Regions from separate parts of the Triticum aestivum genome. Here region 1 is linked to region 2. A link is a contact called in public Hi-C data. All regions are on one chromosome and are shown on one strand. The core of a region is the stretch at or near the end of the contact, and the rest is flanking DNA. Distances in the headings are between cores, read along the strand shown.

Region 1 (5,661 bases), core at 2,966-5,465, 310 kb after region 2:
AAATGGGCCTCCAACGGGTCGTTGGATAAATGGGCCTCCAACGTGTCATAGAATTAGTGGGCCTCGGGCCGTCGGATAAATGGGTCCACATGGGCCATAAACGGTGTTATTGGTATCGGGCCAGCACGATAACGGGCCTTTAATAGGCCAGAACACAACAAAGGCTTAATTCTGTCACAGGCATAACGGGTCGTTAATGGGCCAGAATATAGGACGGGACGAAAAGGGTGCAATAGGTTAACAGGCCACAAATGGGCTGATTCTAACCACGGGCCAAATTTGGCACATTAGGGGAACAGGCCACTAACGGGCCGGAAGTAATCGAGGGCCGGAAAGAAGCCCAAGAACGTATGGGCCGTCAGTAGGCCGAAAACTAACATGGGCTGGAAACGGCCCATTGAAATCATGGGCCATTAATGGGTACAAAGAAATTTACTTTTCATTATGGGCCAGAGTCACCATGGGCCATTGAAGGGCCTAAAGATACGGAATGCCTCATATGGGCTGAAAGACGTCGTGGGCCATACATGGGCTGAAAGTGAAACATGCTGGTGTTATATTCGACGACCCACATGACGCTGTTGGGCCGATTTCGGGATGGCCCTAACGGGTCGTGAGTTACCGAGCCGTAAAATGGGCTATATGCTAACACACCGTTAACAGACTTTTCATGGGTCGGCCCACTAACTTTTGACCAAGTCAAATGGACCGGCCTTTGTAAGCTATATGGGCCAGTGTTGGGCCTTCGCACGTGTCGACATATCATAGGCGCCTATCTGACCCAATGACGAGCTGACACGTGTTTCCTTCGTCCAATGAGAATTTTACACATGGAAAATTTCCATTGGTCCGGGCTGTTAACGGGTTATCGGATAAAAAACCGGACCCGATAGCTTAACGGCGACCCGTTACGATGGATGCCACATGTCGGCTACCCTTGAAGAAAGCACTTCCATGACGCGTCATTTGTCGTCATGGAAGTGAACACTTCCGTGATGATAATTTTGGTATTGTCATGGAACACTTCTACGACAGCACAGGTATGACTATCTTGATTCCATCATAAATTCGTCATGGACATACATACATGACAGAAAACATGACCTACTGTGACAAATATGTATCATCAAGGAAGTGTAAATTTTTTGTAGTGTATTGCTTCTACAACTATTGCTAACGCATAGCGATAAAGTAAAGCAATTACATGGCGCTTGCATTTCATACAATAAAGAGACAACCCTAAGGCTCCTGCCGGTTGTCGATATTACAAAACATGATCATCTCATACATCAACATATATCACATCACGTCTTGACCATATCACATCGCAACATGCCCTGCAAAAACAAATTAGACGTCCTCTACTTTGTTGTTTCAAGTTTTATGTGGCTGCTATGGGCTTCTAGCAAGACCTGTTCTTACCTATGCAAAAAGCACAACGGTGATTTATCAAGTTTATTGTTTTAACCTTCTTCAAGGACCGACCGTAGTCAAATTTGATTCAACTAAAGTAGGAGAAACATACACCCGCCAGGACCTTTATGCAAAACAAGTTGCATGTCGGTCGGTGGAACCGGTCTCATGTGCGTGGACATGTAAGGTTGGTCCGGGCCGCTTCATCCCACAATACCGCTGAATCAAAATAAGACGTTGGTGGTAAGCAGTATGACTATCACTGCCCACAACTCTTTGTGTCCTAATCGTGCATATCATCTACGCATAGACCTGGCTCGGATGCCACTGTTGTGAAATGTTGCATGGAAAACAATTTTTTTCTACGCCTAAGCAAGATCTATCCATGGAGATGCATAGCAATGAGAGAGGGAGAGTGTGTCTATGTACCCTCATAGACCGTAAGAGGAAGCGTTTGATGACGCAGTTGATGTAGTCAAACTTTCTTTGCGATCCAACTGATCGAGTATCGAACGTACGACACCTCCGTGTTCAGCACACGTTCAGCTAGGTGAAATCCTCCGCCTTCTTGATCCAGCAAGACGGCGAGGTAGTGGATGAGTTCCGGCAGCATGACAGCGTGGTGATGGTGATCGTGAAGCTATCACCGCAGGGCTTCGCCTAAGCACTAAGAAAATATGATCGAGGGTGTAAACGGTGGAGGGGGGCGCCGCACACGGCTAAACAATTGTCGTGGTTGTGCTAGGCGCCCTCCTCCCACATATATATAGGTGGGGGGAGGGAGGAGGCAGCCTGGAGGCGCCCCAAGTGGGGCCGAATCCCATTGGGGTCCTGCCCCAAGCCGCGCCCCCTGCCATGTATAGGTGCGTGAGGAAGGCAGGGGAGGGCGGCGCCCCCCCCCCCTTTTCCTTTCTCACATGAGGAGGGAAAGGCAGGAGGGGCCACCCCTCCCCTTTCCTTCCCCTAGGGCCGGCCAGCCAAGGAAGGGGCGCACCAGTCCCCTTGTGGGATGGTCTATCCCCCTCCCCCCTTGGCCCATTAGGCCCATACACCTACCGGGGCTATTCGGAACCCCTTCAAGTGACCCGATGACTACCCGCTGTGCTCCGAAACTATTCCGGTGTCTGAATACCATCATCCTATATATCAATCTTTACCTCTCGACCATTTTGAGACTCCTCGTCATGTACGTGATCTCATCCGAGACTCTGAACAACATTCAGTCACCAAATCATATAACTCATGTAACACTATATCGTCAACGAACGTTAAGCGTGCGGACCCTATGGGTTTGAGAACTATGTAGACATGACCGAGACACCTCTTCGGTCAATAACCAATAACGGAACCTGGATGCCCATATTGGTTCCTACATATTCTACGAAGATCTTTATCGGTCGAACCGTTATGACAACATACGTAATTCCCTTTGTCCATCCGTATGTTACTTGCCCGAGATTCGATTGTCGGTATCTTCATACCTAGTTCAATCTTGTTATCGGCAAGTCTCTTTACTCGTTCCGTAATACATCATCTTGCAACTAACTCCTTAGTCATTTTGCTTGCAAGGCTTCTTATGATGTGTATTACCGAGAGGGCCCAGAGATACCTCTCCGATACTCGGAGTGACAAATCCTAATCTCGATCTATGGCAACTCAACAAACACCTTCGGAGATACCTGTAGAGCATCTTTATGATCACACAGTTACGTTGTGATGTTTGATAGCACACAAGGTATTCCTCCGATATCCGGGAGTTGCATAATCTCATAGTCGAAGGAATATGTATTTCTCATCAAGAAAGCAATAGCAATAAACTGAACGATCAATATGCTAAGCTAAGAGATGGGTCTGGTCCATCACATCAAGAAAGCTACTACCATTAAGGCTCTTACTTATGTCCCTCCTATTAAGTTGCATGATGATTCGTGTGTCGCTAAATCCATCCTTGACTGACCTCTATGCTAGAGGAAAATAGGCCGTTGAAAGCCCAATTTGAGAATGGTCTTGTATCTTTCATTCAAGGCTAAAATGAGAATTGTGTTTGACCCCTCTTCTTGGAAGAAAATGAACAAGAAGAGAACAAAAAGAAGAAAATCGGTCCAACTCCTACGCCCCAACAAGAGATAGTCTTTTGCCGGTTATGATCCGCATTTCGGTCAATTCCATGTGATCGTCTTTAAGAGGAGCAATCTCAAATTTGTGTTTGCTTGGCATGTTGAAGACAACCTTTACATGGTTGATTTCTCAAAAGAGGAAACTCATCTTACAATATGTCTAATGGCCAAAGCCAATGTGGGGTGGCTATGACACCGACGGCTAGCCCACGTTGACAGGAGAAATTTACAAGCTCTTAAAGGGGAACACATCCCAGGCCGGTGCATGCCCCGGTACGCTGCGTGGGCGATGCTCTCGGACGGCGCTTTAATGCCGGATCAAGTACGAGAGAAAAATATTCAGACCGGTGCGCGGACTGATGTGAGACTTTGTTGAATGATAAAACACGTCAAACCCTTATGATCCGGACGGATGGGAGGCTTGAGGGTCCGCGTTGAAGATGACCTCCTGACCCATCAGAGGCATTGCAGGTTGCAGCTGATGCGATTCTCTCCCGATGCTGAACCAACGGAAACTATTTCTAAACAGTGTCCCGGATTATTTTTTAAATTTCTTTTGGACAGTGTCAAGGATGGCGGCCGCCAACTTGCATGTAGGCTGGCGACGGAGGGGCCGGGCCAGCCTCCAGTATGGGGCTCAAAAGAAGGCAGGTGGGCAGGTGGATGAGGGAGGGGGCGTGGCCTTCACATGAAGTGTGGACCAGGCCAGCCAAGTGCATTCCCCCCTGAAACAATTTGCAGCTGCTGTGCCTGTCTCGTGCTCACCGCTGACATTGCCCGCTGCTTTCTTCCAATTCATTTCCGCCTCCTGCTCTTGTTTCTTTCTCTCTCTGTCTCTAGGGCTTATCTCTCTATATCTTAAGTATTTTTCTATGCACTACTCGAATAATGCAGAGACGCGCGCATGGGCCTCTTGTCTTTTAGGATGGGAGGCGAGATTCTATCTGCGATTTGGCTGTTAGTTTTTTGCCAATTGTGTTGTGTTCCAGATAAGGGCCAGGCCGATGAGAAAACAAGATAACTTAGCTGTCCCCTCCAAAGCCACTTGTTTGTCTCGGCTGGGTGAAAGCCTATCTATCTATCTGGCCTATGTGGTAAACTAATTGTGCAGGTGGCTAGCGGTTTCATTAACTTCTAAGTAGCTCGCTCCATCTCTCCCTTGTTAAAATTTACCCGAGTAGCACACACTGGCATTTTTTCTCGTAATAGTAAGAAGGAAATAATCGGTGCGTCCTCTGCTGAGCTCATTATCTCAGGTAGTAGCTCGCATGATAAACATTTGCATTTAGCACCTATGCACGTGTTTACACGTCATTTTACGTCTGTAAGAGAGAGAGAGAGAGAGGGGGGGGCGGAAACTGCGGACGTGGATCCTCTGACTTTGCAATCCCTGTCATACCCTGCCTTTGAGTCACTGACAGGTGGGCCCCATGCTTTGTGGGACCCGTGTGTCAGTGACTCAAAGGTAGGCTTGGCCACGGCAGGGGATCCTCGTCCGGAAACTGCTGGGAGGTGTGAGGTGTGGAGCAGCTGCATGATTTGGACGGAAGTGAAAGGGATAATTAGGCGCCGCTGATGGAGCACCTCGATTTTCTTGTGCGCTGACGGATTCTTTCTCTTTCTCTTGGCGGGAGTGCCGACGGGCAGTGAAGCAACCGACAACATCATCAGGAGATAAGCTGCCTTCTGTTGGGCGTTGGCCTTTGTCTGTCCATCCATGGAAGCGCGAGTTTTCCTTCTACACGCTCATAGTCAATGTAATTAAAAAAACGATCTAATAAAATAGAAATAGACTAAGCAATACATTTATACGTCAGCACACTAAAAAAACAGTAGAAGTAAATATCATTCTACAGTATAGAAGCCAGAAAAGTGTCCAATGGCATTAGTTTGAGGGGATAGCGTAATTTGGTGCGGGCTCCTATATATTCAACGTTATTACTGTATATAGTACTACTACCATGCGAAAAAAGTTTACTCTACTCTTATATTGTATAGTAGGAGTACTACTAGTTACTCTACTAGTACTACTAGTGCGGAGTATACTTAAACAAAAAGTACTCCGTAATAAAAATCTGGCACCACGTACCCGTCCTTATCTCACATGGCGCCATGCATATGCCGTGTCTTT
Region 2 (5,400 bases), core at 2,807-5,306:
TTTTCCTACTGGCGATGGCGAGCATATATCCATCCTGAAAAAGGCAGCTCTTCTGTTGCTGATAAGTTTGTCATATCATCTACAGCAGCAGATGTCTCTAGTGTGTGCATGCATGCCGCCATGGGCGCGCTCCATCCCTGCTACATGCACCACCTCTCTTTTCTATTTTCAAACTTAGCTGACGATACATGCATGCACCTGGTGTCTGTGTGTGCGCGCTGGAGCATCTCCTGCCGTTAGCCCCGGGAGGCATAAAAATCACAGCCTGATGGCGAGCCGGCGCAAACTCGACTCGGGGGTTGGCACCCAGCCGTCGCCCCCAGACGCCGATTTCGGCCCATTATTCGGCACAATTTTATCAAAAACGGCTCGATATCTGCGTGAATCGGTCCATATTCGACGCGGTTCGGCGTGTTTCGGCGTGAATTTCCTCATATAATAGAAATCAATTAATTCATCACATAGTTCGGTATGGTTCGGCGTGTTTTTGCCTCCATAGTTCATCACAGAAAATCAATATAAATCAAATAGTTCAACAAATAGTTTAATACAAATTATATAGTTCAACAAATAAAACTCAAGTTTCATCACATGTTATTCCCGGCGTTGCCCTTGAACCTCCACAGGTGCTCCACCAGATCGTGTTGCAGTTCTTGATGCACCTGTGTGTCTCGGATCTCCTGGCACATATTGAGGTAGTCAGTCCAAGTTGCCGGTAGCTGGTGATCAACTTGGGCAAGAGGACCCTGCCTGTAATATGGTTTTGTGTCAAACACTGACTCTTTCTGCTCGCTCTCAATGATCATGTTGTGCAAGATGACACAGCAAGTCATGATCTCCCACATTTGATCTTTCGACCAGGTCTGAGCAGGGTACCGGAAAACGGCAAATCAAGATTGGAGCACACCAAATGCCCGTTCGACATCCTTCCTGCAAGCCTCCTGAACCATCGCAAAGAAGGCGTTCTTTCCTCCTCGCACAGGATTTGAGATAGTCTTCACAAATGTCAACCATCTCGGATAGATGCCATCAGCTACATAGTACCCCTTGTTGTAGTGCCGCCCATTAACCTCGAAGTTCATCGGAGGAGAATGACCTTCAACAAGCTTGGCAAAGACAGGGGAGCACTGCAGGACGTTGATGTCATTGTGAGTTCCTGGCATCCCAAATAAAGAGTGCCAAATCTATAGGTCCTGTGTGGCCACTGCCTCAAGTACCAAACTGCAACCGCCTTTGGCGCCTTTGTACAACCCCTGCCAAGCAAATGGACAGTTCTTTCATTTCCAATGCATGCAGTCGATGCTTCCAAGCATCCCAGGAAATCCTCTTGCTGCATTCTGTGCTAGGATCCGAGCAGTGTCTTCCGCATTGGGTGTTGGCAAATATTGCGGTCCAAACACTGGCACCACTGCCCTGCAGAACTTATAGAAACACTCAATGATGGTGGACCCGGTCATGCGCCCATAGTCGTTGAGTGAATCACCGGGAGCTCCGTATGCAAGCATCCTCATAGCTGTCGTGCACTTCTAGATTGAGGTAAATCCAAGTGTGTCAGTGCAATCCATCTTGCACTTGAAGTAGTTGTCGAACTCCCGGATGGAATTCACAATCCTGTGGAAAAGCTTTCGGCCCATCCAATAACGGCGCCGAAATGTTTTCTCGCCATGCAATGGAGCATCGGCGAAGTAGTCCGAGTAGAGCATGCAGTAGCCTTTCAGACGATGCCGGTTCTTTGCTTTCACCCAGCCAGGCGCCGAGCCACCTTGCCGCGGCTTCTCAGTGCTCGCGAGCAGGCCGACGAGGGCGGCGAGCATCATGAGATGCTCCTGCTCCTGGACGTCGGCTTCGGCTTCCTCCTCCAGCAACGCCGCGAGCGTCTCCTCATCTTCCGAGTCCATGGCCGAGCCGGGCAAATCACCGAACACCTTGCGGACGAGGTGGGCGCAAACCCGCCGTTGTACGGGCCCTACGCGGCCGGAACGCCGAAAAAGTTGCCCGGACGACGGTGGAGAGGCTGCCTCGGCGAAACCTCTTCTTTTTTCGGCGGGAAATGGTCTATCTAGCAGTTGTGGGCAATGGACGACGTCGGGATCGACATGGTGGCGGCCGAGCGCGGGGGAAGGGGGGGGTGGTCGGAGGTAAATCTGGACGGGTGGTTTGACTTTTCGCCTGGCAGTGTGGCCCAGGTACGTTTTTCCTTTGCCGGAGCTCCCGAGCGCCGGGTTCGGCCTGCGATTGCCGGGCGCAAAAATAGGCCGAGCCGGCGGAATTCGGCGTATTGAGGATGCGATTAGGGCGTTTTTCGATGCCAGCGCGGAAAAAACACTTGGGAGGGCATGCTGGGGCCGGATGCTCTTAGCTACACAACAATCACATCACGTCTCAGGGTGCGCATATAAATATCCTAGAAGTGTATAAAAAGGCGCAAGAAATAAAGCTAGGTCAAAATGGATGCTAAATATCTAGATACTTCTACTACCAAATAGGATATGCTTCAGTTTTTGACAAGGAAACTGATGAGCTAGGCTACATTCAAAATGTTATTATATGTTTCTTCTTCTTCGTCGTCGTCGGTTGAACGATCTAAGCTAAGCTAGCCTTCTAGGGCTTCCTCAATTAGTATACATTTTCGGAAAGATAAGATTTACATCAGGGCATGCAACAACATGACAAATAAACAAACAAAGTTGATGATACCGACAAGGGACTAATTAAGCTAAGCTCTACCACCTGAATTATGCGAGCAAAAACCGCCGCCTAGCTGGAGAGAAGAGATCGATCGAGCTAATAGTTCCAACTCTACGCTAGCGCCAGCTCTATGCATTGCTTCTTGAACGCCACTTTCGGAGGCGGCGACTTCACCAAGTCTCTGGCCCTCTTGCACCCCGGCATCCCCTGCTCCGGCGACGCCGGCGCTGTCAGAAGGTCGACGCCGAAGAGTCTCACGGCCTTCTGCACAGGTGCCGACTGGTCCACGGGGTCAGCGGAGGCGGGGCTGTTGGTGTCCGGTCGCAGCTTGCAGTCAATGAAGAGCTTGGTGTCTTCGCCGGTGCTCCCGGCGGCGGAGCGGTAGAACCCGACAACGTCTCCGGCGCCAAGGCCCTTCTCCTTCACGAAGCGGCTCCAGCCCTTGGTGAGGACGTAGCTCTGGCTGCTGTTCCAGTACGAGTAGCGGAACCGCCACACCTTGCCGGCGGCGTCCTCGAAGTTCAGGAGCAGGCCCTTGCTCTCGCCGCCCGCGGCCGGGAGCTGCAGCGGGAAGTGCTTCTCGGCGTGCTGCTTCGGTATCACCAGCCTGTTCAGCTTCCCGACGTCGCTGGGCGTGACCGTCTTGTCGAACAGGTGCTCGCGCGCGGCGGCCGGGGAGGGGGTCGAGGCGTGGCCGTCGGCGCCGCGCGAGGTGGTGGGCGCGGAGAGCGCGGCCGACGCGGCGAAGGCGCGCTTGCTCTGGGCGAGCTCGTCGAAGTAGGTGTGCTTGCGCAGCATGTCGACGACCTCGGCCTTGGAGCGCGCGGCGAGGAAGCGGAGCTCGGCGGCGGCGTCGGGGTCGGCGTCCGCGAGCGGGCGGAAGTTGGTGACGGCGTCGCGGCCGCGGAAGCGCTGCGCGGCGACGTCGTAGGCGCGCGCGGCGTCGGCCTCCCCGGCGAACGTGCCGAGCCACACGCGCTGGTGCCGCTCGTAGATCTGCGCGCCCCACCGCCCGTTGGGCTGCGGCACCACGCCCTTGAACCTGGACGACGGCAGCTTCCCCGCCGCCGCACGGCCGGCGCCCGCGCCGCCAGAGTCGGCCTCGGAGCCCGGCTCGGCCGCGTCGAGCACGGCGCTGGCGCCGCTGCCCATGCGCTCGAGCGGCCCCGCCGCGGCAGCCGCGGCGGCGGCCAGCGCCTTGAGCTTGTCCGTGGAGGCGCCGCCGCTGCTGGTGTCGTCGGCGAGGCAGCTGGTGCTGTCCATTTCAGTAACGGCGCGACACTGGCAGCACTAGCTGTGGAGTATGGCTGTCTCTTCTGTTGGTAACTGATGCTATGATGGGGTATCAATTGTAGGACGCTGAGGGGAGCGCGCGCGGGGGGATATATAGGAAGGAAGGATCCCAGCGGCAGGGTGGGGTGGGTGTCGTGTATGGCATGGGTGGTACGGTGCCACTCTCTCCCCATGCCCATACCATGCTCCGCGTGGCTCAACTCATGGTTTGCTACCTGTATTTTGTTCTGCTGTTTTTAGGCTCGAATATTTTTTTCCCTGGCTTTCCGGTGAATGCAAACCATATAAAAATGCTGCTGCTGTGTTGGACTATGCATTGACGTCACCCCCGTGGGCTGAGGCTGGATCGAGACATAGATACGTGGTCAGAGCGTGGCTCGCCGATGGGCTGGTGTTGGTGTGGGTCAGTCAGCTCATGGGTTCGGTCGCTCAAGGGCCATCTATCTATCGCTAGATGATGAAGGTAGATGGATAGATATATCGTAGCATGGTCTACGGATGGAAAAGATTGTTCTTGTTGCAGATGATGTGTGCCGGCTAGCTGGCCGCCCCATGGGCGCAGCTGTTTGCCATGTCACGCCTGATACCTTCTCCTTTCTATATGGCTTTGCTTTGGAGTGTCCCTTTTTAGATGAGGTTTGTGGCGGAATTAATGTTGCTTACGCAAGTGGATTGGGCTTATGCGTGTTTTCAGATAGATAGATGGATAGATGAATGCTGTGTGCTGGCTTGTCGCAATGTGACATGGACTAGCGAGGACCCTATTTCTGGAAGTTTTTGGAGGCGGCTGGTCATTTACAACTTCACCATCCACAGGAAAATTATTAGCCCGGGAAGGGAACGGTACAAACAAGAAACTAGCCAGAAACACCCATGCAATGCATTTGTCCGTCCATACGTGACAGGGACATGATCCGGATCGACCAGACAGAAAAGTCCAGCACTTGCTCGCCAGGGAGTAGATAACACACTACACCGGTACTCTGTTGGTTTAATCATCATAGACAAAAACAGCTAGCCAGGTTACTACTAAGCCGCTGCCTCCAAGATAATGTTTTGTGCTACGCCGGTGGTTGATAAGTCGGCGCACGGCACGCAAAGCTGCTTAATAACCGGCCGGCAACTGAGTTTTCCTGGGTGCACTAGCTGTGCTTTGTCTGGACGTCGCGGAAATAACAGCGGCGATCGACAATTCTGGTCAGATCTGCTCGATATGGCGGAGCTCGTCGTGCAAGTGGGCGGGCTACGAAACAGTAGAGCAATTGCAAATTTGCAACGGCGACACTCACGGCTCGGGGAATTCCAGATGCATTACGTGACTACTTGTACAGCTGTGGCCTCTAACTAAGCCGTGTAGCGGAAGTTGAGTACGTACTAGTAGTAGTGTATACTAGACGAGAAGAAATGGAAACGGCGACG

What was found. A called contact is a pair of places that touch in the nucleus more often than the background predicts.
Region 1: a Hi-C map of leaf shows a contact between it and region 2, with 4 times the contacts expected there. The contact joins the enhancer-like site here to the promoter of LOC123070504 in region 2. A contact is called at or near these places in 3 of 5 Hi-C or Micro-C datasets (all in leaf) and 1 of 1 datasets of contacts at active chromatin or transcription factors (leaf).

What each region holds. Positions count from the first base shown.
Region 1 is chr3B:485,190,741-485,196,401 of IWGSC CS RefSeq v2.1, forward strand. No RefSeq gene overlaps it. Among protein-coding and RNA genes, the nearest start is that of LOC123070505, 10 kb to the right of the region's middle. Within about 2 kb of position 4,216, at least 5 of the 8 cell types and tissues checked have an H3K27ac peak or open chromatin away from gene starts, as enhancers often do. A contact at or near this core is called in leaf, where this site is marked.
Region 2 is chr3B:484,885,192-484,890,591 of IWGSC CS RefSeq v2.1, forward strand. It overlaps LOC123070504 (AP2/ERF and B3 domain-containing protein Os01g0693400), which reads right to left and starts at 4,057. Exons shown (of 1, transcript XM_044493744.1): 1 at 2,518-4,057. The coding sequence starts at 3,951. The coding sequence ends at 2,800.